Linked DNA regions of Danio rerio: regions 1 and 3 are each linked to region 2. The links are chromatin contacts, called in public Hi-C maps. All regions are on one chromosome and are shown on one strand. The core of a region is the stretch at or near the end of the contact, and the rest is flanking DNA. Distances in the headings are between cores, read along the strand shown.

Region 1 (3,712 bases), core at 326-2,825, 350 kb before region 2:
CATCATGGAATTAGAAAATTTGTATTTTAAATTGTTCATATACATGTGTGTGTGTGTGTGTGTGTGTGTTTTTTTTCATAAGTAATGTGCATATTTTTCCATGTTGAAAATAGAAATGAGTGTGTATGGGTGTTTCCCAAGACTAGGTTGCAGCTGGAAAGGCATCCCCTGCATAAAGCTTATGCTGGAATAGTTGGTGGTTCATTCCGCTGTGGCGACCTCTGATAAATCCAATAGTATCTGGTCTGGATGCAACCTTTATAATGCAAGCTGAGATTGCATCTCTCAGCAATGCAATGTCAGACACAATGCACTCAATGGAGTGTGTGACGTCACTGTGACGGGTAGGGTTAGGGGTGGGGTTAGGTGAGCGCATTAAAAAGCATTAGATGCAGCTCAGATTGCACTGCAGCAGGTCTGCATCCAGACTCCTCTCGATAAATCAGAGATTACACCCAAGGAAAGTGAATGAATGGATGAAAATAGAAATCGTTTCACATACGGCCGACAGGTGGCGCCTTTGAATCGTTTCATTGAAGATGGTTTGAATCACTGTATTTATTTATTTATTTATTACGAACTGAATTCTTGTGAGACGTCTCTCCACATGTTTAACCAACTTTAAAAGTTCTAAAAAAACTAATATATCTTAAAAATGTTTATTACAAATAAAACAAACAAAAAAATACTTCTTGGCACAGTGGGTAGCACGATCGCTTCACAGCAAGAAGGTCGCTGGTTCAAATCCCGGCTGGGTCACTTGGCATTTCTGTGTGGAGTTTGCATGTTCTCCCCGTGTTGGCGTGGGTTTCCTCCGGGTGCTCAGATCCAAACACATTAGACTAAATTGGCCATAGTGTATGTGTGTGAATGAGTGTGTATGGATGTTTCTCAGTACTGGGTTGCAGCTAGAAGGGCATCAGTTGCGTAAAACATGCTGGATAAGTTGACGGTTCACTCCACTGTGGCAACCAGAGATTAATAAATGAACTAAGCTGAAAAGGAATGAATGAATGAACTGGTAATTCACATTCAAAACATGGTAACTAAACTTTTACTTTACTTTGAAAATAAGTTATGCAAGAAAACATTCCCAGATAAAATAATTTAAGCAGTATTAAATAAAAATGGAATAATTTCAGTTTAATTAGACAATAAATATCTAAATATCATCAGAAAATATGTTTTTTTCTTCCTTTTGCCTATATTTAAGTAATCGATTATTGTGTTTTAACAAGCTAAACTGATGTAAGAGCAGTGTAATCTTTTGTTATGTATGACACAATAGTTATAACTCAAAGTTGCGCGGTGGTTGCAGCATACCTGAATCATGAATATTCATGAAGTAATCAAATTACGAAAATACTTCCTTCTTCCTTTATTTTACTGTGAACTGCTCACTTCCTTTCTGTTTAATTCCACTGTATTATGTTCAATTCTTTACATACAATATGTCCAAGTTTAACATTATACAAAAATAAAATCAAACAATAAGAAAATATTTATTATTTTGCTTTACCGTGAGGAACAAAAAGTTAGCATGCTGACGCACTTCCGCGAACTCAAACCGGGCCGGATGTCGAGTTGTTGTTGTTGTTGTGGGGGTTGAGCTCTGGCTCCGCCGGCTCTGGCTCGTATAAATAATGATATTTGACCGTATTTCGATGTGTTGATGTCGGTGTGGAGCAGGCGAGAGCACAGCTGATGGAGTAGGACAGACGGAGGAGTTCATCCCTTAGTTTTTACTGGTTTTAGGGCTTTATCAGGATGGAGACCCGGGTGTCGGAGCTCTTCGGATCGGCCGCCTCACAGAAGTGCGCCTCTCCGGCAGCCGGTGCCAGAAAAACCGCCAAAAATGGCAGCAAAAAGTACAAAAATCGGTCTGGCCGGTATCCAAAAGCAAGCAATAATCCGCCTTATCTACCTCCAGAGGTGAGAGCTCCAACAATTAAACACATCTGATGTTTTAATCTGGCTGTGCTTTCTTTTTCCTGCTTTTGACATGTTTTAGTTACTCTCGGAATCTCTTAAGTATTGCTGTATTTTAGGTTTTGTTAGACTATAACGTTAATATAGTCATTATATAATGTCAATATGTTATTTATGATATTAAGATATGTTAAGGTAACTACTGTTGAATGTGCTAGTAAATATAAACTCGATAAAATTAGCTTGATAACAAACGTAACGTATATTATTGTCAAATTGTGACAATTTTATTCTATAAAACATATTAAGCATGAGCTGAATAATATAAAATTCAATATAAAAACACTGTTATAGCATATTATTTAAACTAAAGGCAAAATAATTTACAATATTGTGGTCACACTTCACAGTAAGGTTCTGTTAGTTCAGTTTAGTTTATACATTTACTAAACATGAACAAACAATAAACAATACATTAACTACAGTGTCTATTAATCTTTGTTAATGTAAGGAAAGGTTGCACTATGATTAACAAATGCTGTATAATAATATTGTTCATTTTTCACGTTGGTAAATAACAAATGAATGAACATTACATTAGAAACAACAAGAACCTTATTGTAAAAATGTGACCCGTTTAATGTATATAACTAATATTAATAAATGCTTTACAAGTGTTATCGTTTTTTTTGGTTTGTGTTAATAAATACTTTGATGAAAACGTGACCCTTTTAATGTGTGCTGCTATTGTATAATGTACACTGTCAAGATTGCTGGGTTACACACAATTTCTGCATGTTGTCGCAATACAAATCGCTTGTTAACTCAATAGTTTTTACAAGCTTAAGTGGATTGAACATAAAACTATTAAGTTGTCCTACAAAATGCTTAAGAACTTTGTTGTTTCAGCCTATTTTAAATAAGTAGTTTGAACAAGCAGCTAAAGTCATTTTTTTGAGTCTATAAGGTTAAGCTCTATAGTAGTATTTTTGCATTTTTGTTTCTAAGTATAGCATAGTTTGTCCATTATTGTAAGCTCATAATAATAATGTGTTACATGAGAATTTTAAATTATATTTATGGTTTTCACTTCATTGTTTGTTTCATTGTCAGATTCATTGTCAGATGAGAGAAAGGCAATAGAAATGTAATGCAAGGTGCTTTTCCGTAGCTGTGACAAAGTTTGCTGTTGTCTGGCTGTCATTGGATAGTGACACACTACAGCGGCTGTGTTTGTGGATATCTAAAATAAGGCGAGAAGAGATGATGACGAGCAGCTGATTCAGTCTGACACTCCAGTGCAGATCAAACAGATGATTATTACAATAATAGGTTGAAATATTATGGATGAAATGTGTGTGTTTATGCTTACATTTGGTCAATAAATGCACAAAAATGACTCTATATAACTAGAAATAGCATATTATATTCAAGTAAAGTGCTTTGAGGGGATAAGATGTCTAATATGGGTGAAATAATTTTTTATGGTCATTAAGTGTAATTATAGTTATGTTAAAAAAAGTCAAATGCATAATTATTCTGAAATGTGCTTGTTAATAAATTATATATATATATATATATATATATATATATATATATATATATATATATATATATATATATATATATATATATATATAATTATAGTGATTATACTAAATTTAATCCTATTTTCAAGTTGTCAAATAAGTAAAACATAATGGTTTCGAGATATTTGAGTATTTTTGTTAAATAGTTTCCTATCACATATTTATTTGTTTGATGCTTGACAACATCTTAGACC
Region 2 (3,925 bases), core at 766-3,265:
TGGCTCATAAGCTAAAACAATGCTCTCAGTGATTAAATGACCAGTTATGATGCACAAATATGCCTGGCTCAGAACGGTAAGACTCAGTTATGATCAATATTTATGTCCATCTGTCTGACTAGAACTCTATTGGTTATGCCTTGGAAAGTAAACATTGGGAAAATTGTGTTTCTGCAAGCTGTCTTAATATTAACCAAGCAACTAAAGATAATGAAATCAATCAACACAGCTTTATTTGAATTATACAGTCAAGATTATATATATATATATATGTGTGTGTGTGTGTGTGTGTTTATAGTGTTATTTGATCATATTTTTCAGTTTATGTTACTAGAAACTGCAGTTAGATGCATGAAAAGTGCTGTTCATGTTCTCTCTGCTAGATTGGATTCTTGTTGTATTGTGTGCATGCATTTCTGATTCTGACTGTATTTTGCTTGTAGAGCTTTTATTTTATTTGACAGTGTTTTTTTTACTGATCCTAAAACCGGATTGAATCGGGAGAAGTCTATATTATTGCACACGTAGTAGTTAGTGAAACCTGTGCATGTAGTCTATGCCATCCAGTATGTCATTTCCCTTTCAACTTCAAAACCACTATGATTGAAACGTGACTTCCTCCTCCTGAGTTTTCAGAAACTGACACTAGCAGCTCTACGGATTCTCTCTCTGCTTTATGCTGTCATCATGTTTAGACACAGCCGGTCCTCTTGTCATACAGGACAGTTTCAGTCCACTGATTTATATTAATGGACAATGGAATGTTGGTTTGCAGCTTTCCACTGTGTCAGATGTGAGATGTTGTTGTGCTGATTGTAAAAGGCCTCAGTCCTCTGTCAGTCCGGCATCACAGTGCTTCAGTATTATTATTATTCCCTCCAGAACTGTCTTGAGCATCTGTCTCACGCCTCCAGAAGCCACTGCGTTCATTGTGTTTGGTCTTGGTGTTCTGAGGCGCAGCTCATTTATTAGAGGAGAATTGTGGCCAGAATTGCAGTGTTAATTTGGGCTTTACACAGAAAATAATGGAAAAACAAAAGCACTGTGGTTGTTTTTCCTCATGAAGCATGTTAAGTTAACAAACTGCTGTCATGTTTACTACAGTGAACTAATAAACAATAAGAAATATTGTAGTTTGTATTACAGTAACTGAACTGTGGGTGTATTTTAGTATAATATACACTACAGTGGTGTTAACTCCTGTATTGGGTCACTTGCTTCTATTACTATAGTACTGTAGAATCACAACACAGACATCAACTCAAATACTTAACTACAGTTCGGCTCAAAAACACTATAAATACGCCCTGCCTTACGCGTTTATTCTCATGTGTGCCCATCCCAAACCGTTTAAACAAACAAAAGCTTAAAAATATGTCTAATAAAGGCGTCAGACAGGATTATTATGTTAGAGAACAACCTTCTCTCTCCTCTTCACGTTGACAGCTCAATGCAGACTGACGTCATTTCAGACCGGTGATATCACAGTCGGCCAAAGTGAGACACTTCTCACTTTCTTTCATCCACTTTCACAATTATTCATCATCATCATCATCATCATCTGACTGTAGGCCGGCTGAACAAGAGCGCGCTTTAAAAACAATAACAACTTTCGGTCGATCGTGAGCGCGCACAGCCCGGCCAGTGCACAGAACTGAAGATTAATTACAAAACCTTGACGAAACATGGACCAAATTTACAACAGATGATCGTGTTTATGATCTGCTGTGATTGCTCTATTGCTAAAGATCAAATATTGAACGTGGTTTGGTCCGATCCTGTCGGTTAGCCTTATTAGCAAGTTAGCTACAGGTATTAGTGGCCAGATTTCAACGAAACTAACGTAAATAATCAGTAAAATCATTGAGCGGGTGTTGTGTGTAGAGTGCGCTGCTCTTACCCACACTGCGAATGAGTTTAGACCTCCAGCAATCCGAATCCTGGCGAACTGGAAACCTCTCGTTCGTGCAGAGCCGCTTGGTTGCCAAATTCGCCATTTTCTCCAGTGAGCAAGCGCAGGGGAGCGCGCACGCTCACTGATAGCATTGGCATGTGACGTCATGGCGCACGCTCCTTTTGTTTTTGCGGACTACACTGTCACCTGCTGTACGATGTGCTCAATGATTTACACTCACCGGCCACTTTATTAGGTACACCTTACTAGGGTCGGACCCTCTTTTGCCTTCAGAACTGCCTTAACCCTTCATGGCAGAGATTCAGCAAGCTACTGGAAATATTCCTCAGAGATTTTGCTCCATATTGTCATGATAGCATCACACAGTTGCTGCAGATTTGTCGGCTGCACATCCATGATGCCAATCTCCCGTTCCACCACATCCCAAAGCTGCTCTATTGGATTGAGCTCTGGTGACTGTGGAGGCCTGTCTATATATTGCTGAATGCAGTTGTATTTTCACGTTTTAGTTTTGTGATGTCATATTACCCAAACAGAAGTTTCATAGATTGAAAAACATGAGTAATAAATACATTTCTGTGTATTTAAATATGTCAAAAAACCCTTTTGTCATGCAGTTTTTTATTTATTTTTCTGTCTGATGCCCATGCATTTGTGTCACATTTCATATCTTGTATGATATTTTATAGACTTAAATGACATGAAATATAGTGTACACATATTTACACGTGAAACACGAAGAATAAAGATTTAGTTATGTTGCACATTTGAAAAAAGAAAAAAATATATACATTTCAATATATTGAGCAATGCATATGTTGCAGTTCTGGGTATTTATGTGCATAGTCACATTATGTTATTGTCATATTATTATGTAAGTGTCACTTTAATCATTCATTTATTTTCTTTAACACAGGGAGAACATGCAACGTGTCACCACCCTAAGTATGAATTATAATAGTTACTTATATATTAGATATATATAATAGATATATCATATTTTACATATAATAAAGCCTGAAATGATTCATACCCAAGCCAAATTCTGACTTGAAATTTAAATAACAGCCACAATGAGGACTTTTGTACATACTTTTTGGAGAAAGATAATGAATATTGTCTTTTTTTGGTAAAAAAAATAAAAAATAAAAAAATAACTTACTAGTTAAATAGAAGTTACTTAAAGTCAGATTTTTCCAGGGGTATGAATATTGTAAATATAACATTGTTTATTATTTGTGCAGTCTCCAGGCCGGCAGGGGTCGCGCGTGTGTTCTGCAGCGGGAGATCAGCGTGTGTTGTTCAGTTCAGCACATGTAGAGCAGCAGCGACATGCAACAGAGGAAAATATAAACGTGTGCTGCTCTTCCTCCTCGTTTAAAGGTTTATTTGTGTGGATAATAACACAGATATATTAATAATATCTCCTACTGTCGACACTCCGCGAGGGATGAGCCATGAAGAACCGCGGCGGTTATAATATTGACCCGAGACTCAAACACAGAGTCCACCAGGTAACACACAGCTCTAATATACTAACTTACAGTGTTTTTCTACCATACTATAGACTATAATCATGTAAATATATATTATAATATTTACAACTTTTTATTTATGAATGCTTCAGTATACTGTATTATTAGCTATAGTGATAAATACTGTAGTATACATGAGTGTTTACCACAGTAAACTGGTGTGTTGTTGTATAATATACCCTACAGCTGTTGAAAACTCCATGCCCAGTTGTTTATGTTACTGTAGTGGTGCTACAATAACTGACTAATAACCCCAACAGATTAATTCAGTATGGTTAAAACACTATAGTGTTTACTATAAATCACTGCGGTAAATGTAAAATAAGATTGAAGAATACAGAAGAGTAAACATGTAAGTGACGTAATGCTCACACACACTGAACGTGTTAAAGTATTATAAGGACGGTGATTAACATCATCTGAGTAAAAACTGAAGTGTACTACAGTGCTTATTACAGTGGATCAGTTCACTGTA
Region 3 (3,446 bases), core at 611-3,110, 300 kb before region 2:
TTCTAAACAAAGTCAAGCACAGGATGTTAATTATAATTATGTATAGGTTCACTATTAATAATAATATTCAGTTATGATCAGTTTTATGTTACCGCTGATGTAAACTGTAGCTGAGACGCGTCGTTTATAACGACTCGCCCACCGCTCTGTATTCGGATGTGAGGGCGATCTGGCTGCGACATCTGTCACCCCATTGATCGCTAGGGTTGATTCGGCTGATCTGGCTGGCTAGGCGGGTGTCCCCTTCCTCCCTCACCGCTCCACGTGTGTCCCTCCCGAAGCTCCGCGCTCGGTGGAAGAGGACGAGTTTCCCCCGGCGGACACGAGCATCGCTGGTATAGAAGTAGCTGCGCTCCCCTGCTAGAACCTCCAAACAAGCTCAAGGCAACATTTGTAGGCGAAACGTAGGGAAGTCGAGCTCCAAGACTTCAGACACATCCAAATGAGGCACTGCATGTGGCAGTCTGCCTTTCTTTTGACACTTCAATCAAAACATTTTTATATTTATTATATATATATATATATATATATATATTTTTTTTTTTAATATATTATTTATAAACATAATCTTAAAATATTTTTGAGTATTTACAGATACATTTAGAGTATTTGGAGTATCAATACCCAAACATTTGTATTTTAGAGTATTTAGATATTATAGAGAGAGTATCCCAGAGTAGATATAGAGTATTTTAGAGTATTTAGCTATATATATATATATATATATATATATATATATATATATATAGAGAGAGAGAGAGAGAGAGAGAGAGAGAGAGAGAGAGAGAGAGTATCCCAGAGTAGATATAGAGTGATTTAGAGTATCAATCCCCAGATATAGAGTATTTTAGAGTATTTAGATATATAGAGAGTAAATATAAAGTTTATGTATCACCAGATACAGTATGGTAGATACAGTATGCAGTATACCAGATACAGTATGTAGATATAGAGTATTTCATGTCTCCATCCCCAGATACAGAGTATTTTTGTGTTTAGATGGAGTATATGTATATAGAAATAATATTTTATGGATTAATCACCAGAGCATTTTAGATATAGAGTGTTTTAGAGTATTTACTTATGTATAGACAATATAATAGATTAGTTTAGAATAGATATTAAATACAATCTAATGGGCAATTTATTAAATAATATGAAAAATACTCCGTATAATTACGTTTTTTACGTTACTGTGATGGGTTTAGGGTTGGGGCATTAATAAAATACAATTTAATAGGTAATTTAATAAATAATATGAATAATACTCGGTATAATATAATTGTACATTACTGTGGGTTGGGGTTGGTGTTATTAAAATACAATTACATGGATAATTTATTAAATATTATTAATAATACTCTGTATAATTACTGTTTTACATCACTGTGAGGTTTGGGTTTAGCGGTAGATGTTAATGAAATACAATGAACGGGTAATTTAATAATTAATATTAATAATTCTTGCTATAGTTAGTGTTTTTACATTACAATGAGGGTTGGGTTTAGTGTTGGGTAGAAATGGACGTTAATAAAATGCAATTAGTAGTTAATTTAATTTAATAAACAGTTCTCGTTAACTTCTGTCAGCAGCTGTATCCCTTCTAGCAACAACCCGTGAGAATGGCATACCTGTTAATGTCAGTTATTTATATTATTTTAATAAATTATTCATGAATTGTATTTTATTGACTTCTGACTATCCCTACCTAAACCCTCGCTGTAATGTAAAAATATTTAACTATAAAAATAATAATTTAACTCAATATTTATTTTCAAGTGCGCCAGAGGGCAGTGCGCAGATCACACTCGCGCTGCTCCACACAGAGACAGACGAAGAAGAAGAGCTCGAGCTTTACCCGCGGAGAACACCAGGAAGTTCCATAACACAGACAGACTTTCATAATAATCCAGATTTATGATCTCACGCTGATGGATTTCGGGAAGGAGCGAGTGGTCGCGCTGGTGGACATGGACTGCTTCTATGTGCAGGTGGAGCAGAGACTGAAGCCCGAGCTGAAGAACAAACCCTGCGTTGTGGCGCAGTACAAGACCTGGAAAGGCGGAGGGTGAGGAAACTGACAGAAACCCGCACACAAATGAGCAAAACAGCACAGATTTAAGCAGAAATATACAATATAACCAGAGCTGGGAGCTTTATTTCACTACAGATCTCAAAATACATACTTTAAAAAGACATGTGTAGCGTATTCCGTTAGATTAGTCACGTTTAGTAATGTCCTGCATCGCAGATATACAGTTACAGTAATTTTAATTGGGCTAAAGTTGGTTTTATTTGCACACATTCAGACTTTCTCCTTAATATAAAGTTTGTTTTATTTTCACTCATTCATTCAGTGATGACTCCTGACACCCTCCCTGTATAGTTTACCATGGTATTTTGAATATTGGGTGTGAAACAGCATGTAAGTATGAGTAAAAACAACATCTGCGCTATTTACTGACTGTGATCAGTGTTGTATTTTGATAGCCACCGGCTGATAATGTGATATTGAGGTAAAAGTTGGCTTTATATTCATCATATAATTTCAGAAAAGTGTTTTTTGCAAACCATAAATGGGGAAATCACATTATCAGTCAGTGAATATCAAAGTACAACACTGCTTATAGTCAATAAAATAATGATAATGTCATTGTGAAGTCAGACCTGCATGCTATTTCAGACCAAATATTAAGTTTAGCGTTTCACAAGTTGTCACTGTTCAGAAATGAGCAAATGTGTTAACATATAACCAGCTTTACTTCGTTATCACAAAATACATTCATTAAAAAGTAATTTGTAATGTATTCTGTCAAGTTAAGTACCGTCCTACATCACTAATATACTATAGCAATTTTTAACTATGCTTTAGTAAAGTGTATTATACTGTATATTAGAGCATTTAAAATACTCAATTAATGCTTCAGCATATTAAACCAACTTCACCCCAATAGAAAACTGACAGAAAAACTGCTCAGAAATGAGCAAAACAGCACAGATATAAGCAGAAATATACATTATAATCAGAGCTGGGAGCTTTATTTCACTACAGATTTCAAATACATGATTTAAAAAGACATGTGTAATGCATTTTATTAGTTTAGTAATGTTACCGACCTACATTACAAATATACTATAGTAATCTTTATTGGGGTAAAGTTGGTTTTATATTTGCACATTCATTCAGTGACGACTCCTGACACCCTCCCTGTATAGTTTACCATGGTATTTTGAATATTGGGTGTGAAACAGCATGTAAGTATGAGTAAAAACAACATCAGCACTATTTACTGACTGTGATCAGTGTTGTATTTTGATAGCCACCGGCTGATAATGTGATAATGAGGTAAACATTGGCTTTATATTCACACATTCAGAATATATTCAGTGAATATCAAAGCACAACATTGTTTAGTCAGTTAATAATAATAATAATAAATAGTGCT

Evidence for each region. Hi-C and Micro-C count contacts between places; a contact is called where the count stands out from the background.
Region 1: a Hi-C map of hematopoietic stem cells shows a contact between it and region 2, with 2.7 times the contacts expected there. The contact joins the promoter of gtpbp2a here to the promoter of wu:fc17b08 in region 2. A contact is called at or near these places in 3 of 18 Hi-C or Micro-C datasets (caudal fin, hematopoietic stem cells and an unstated tissue) and 1 of 4 datasets of contacts at active chromatin or transcription factors (embryo).
Region 3: a Hi-C map of an unstated tissue shows a contact between it and region 2, with 4 times the contacts expected there. The contact joins the promoter of polh here to the promoter of wu:fc17b08 in region 2. A contact is called at or near these places in 1 of 18 Hi-C or Micro-C datasets (an unstated tissue) and 1 of 4 datasets of contacts at active chromatin or transcription factors (embryo).

Annotation. Positions count from the first base shown.
Region 1 is chr13:776,179-779,890 of GRCz12tu, reverse strand. It overlaps gtpbp2a (GTP binding protein 2a), which reads left to right and starts at 1,575. Exons shown (of 13, transcript XR_012389061.1): 1 at 1,575-1,932. It also overlaps a transcript of nrxn1b not described here.
Region 2 is chr13:425,096-429,020 of GRCz12tu, reverse strand. It overlaps wu:fc17b08, which reads right to left and starts at 2,015. Exons shown (of 7, transcript XM_678958.10): 1 at 1,901-2,015. The coding sequence starts at 1,997. nvl (nuclear VCP like) reads left to right here and starts at 3,245. Exons shown (of 23, transcript NM_213484.1): 1 at 3,245-3,429. The coding sequence starts at 3,373.
Region 3 is chr13:723,870-727,315 of GRCz12tu, reverse strand. polh (polymerase (DNA directed), eta) reads left to right here and starts at 1,860. Exons shown (of 10, transcript NM_001040247.2): 1 at 1,860-2,068. The coding sequence starts at 1,932. It overlaps rn7sk (RNA, 7SK small nuclear), which reads left to right and starts at 155; the gene lies at 155-476. It also overlaps a transcript of nrxn1b not described here.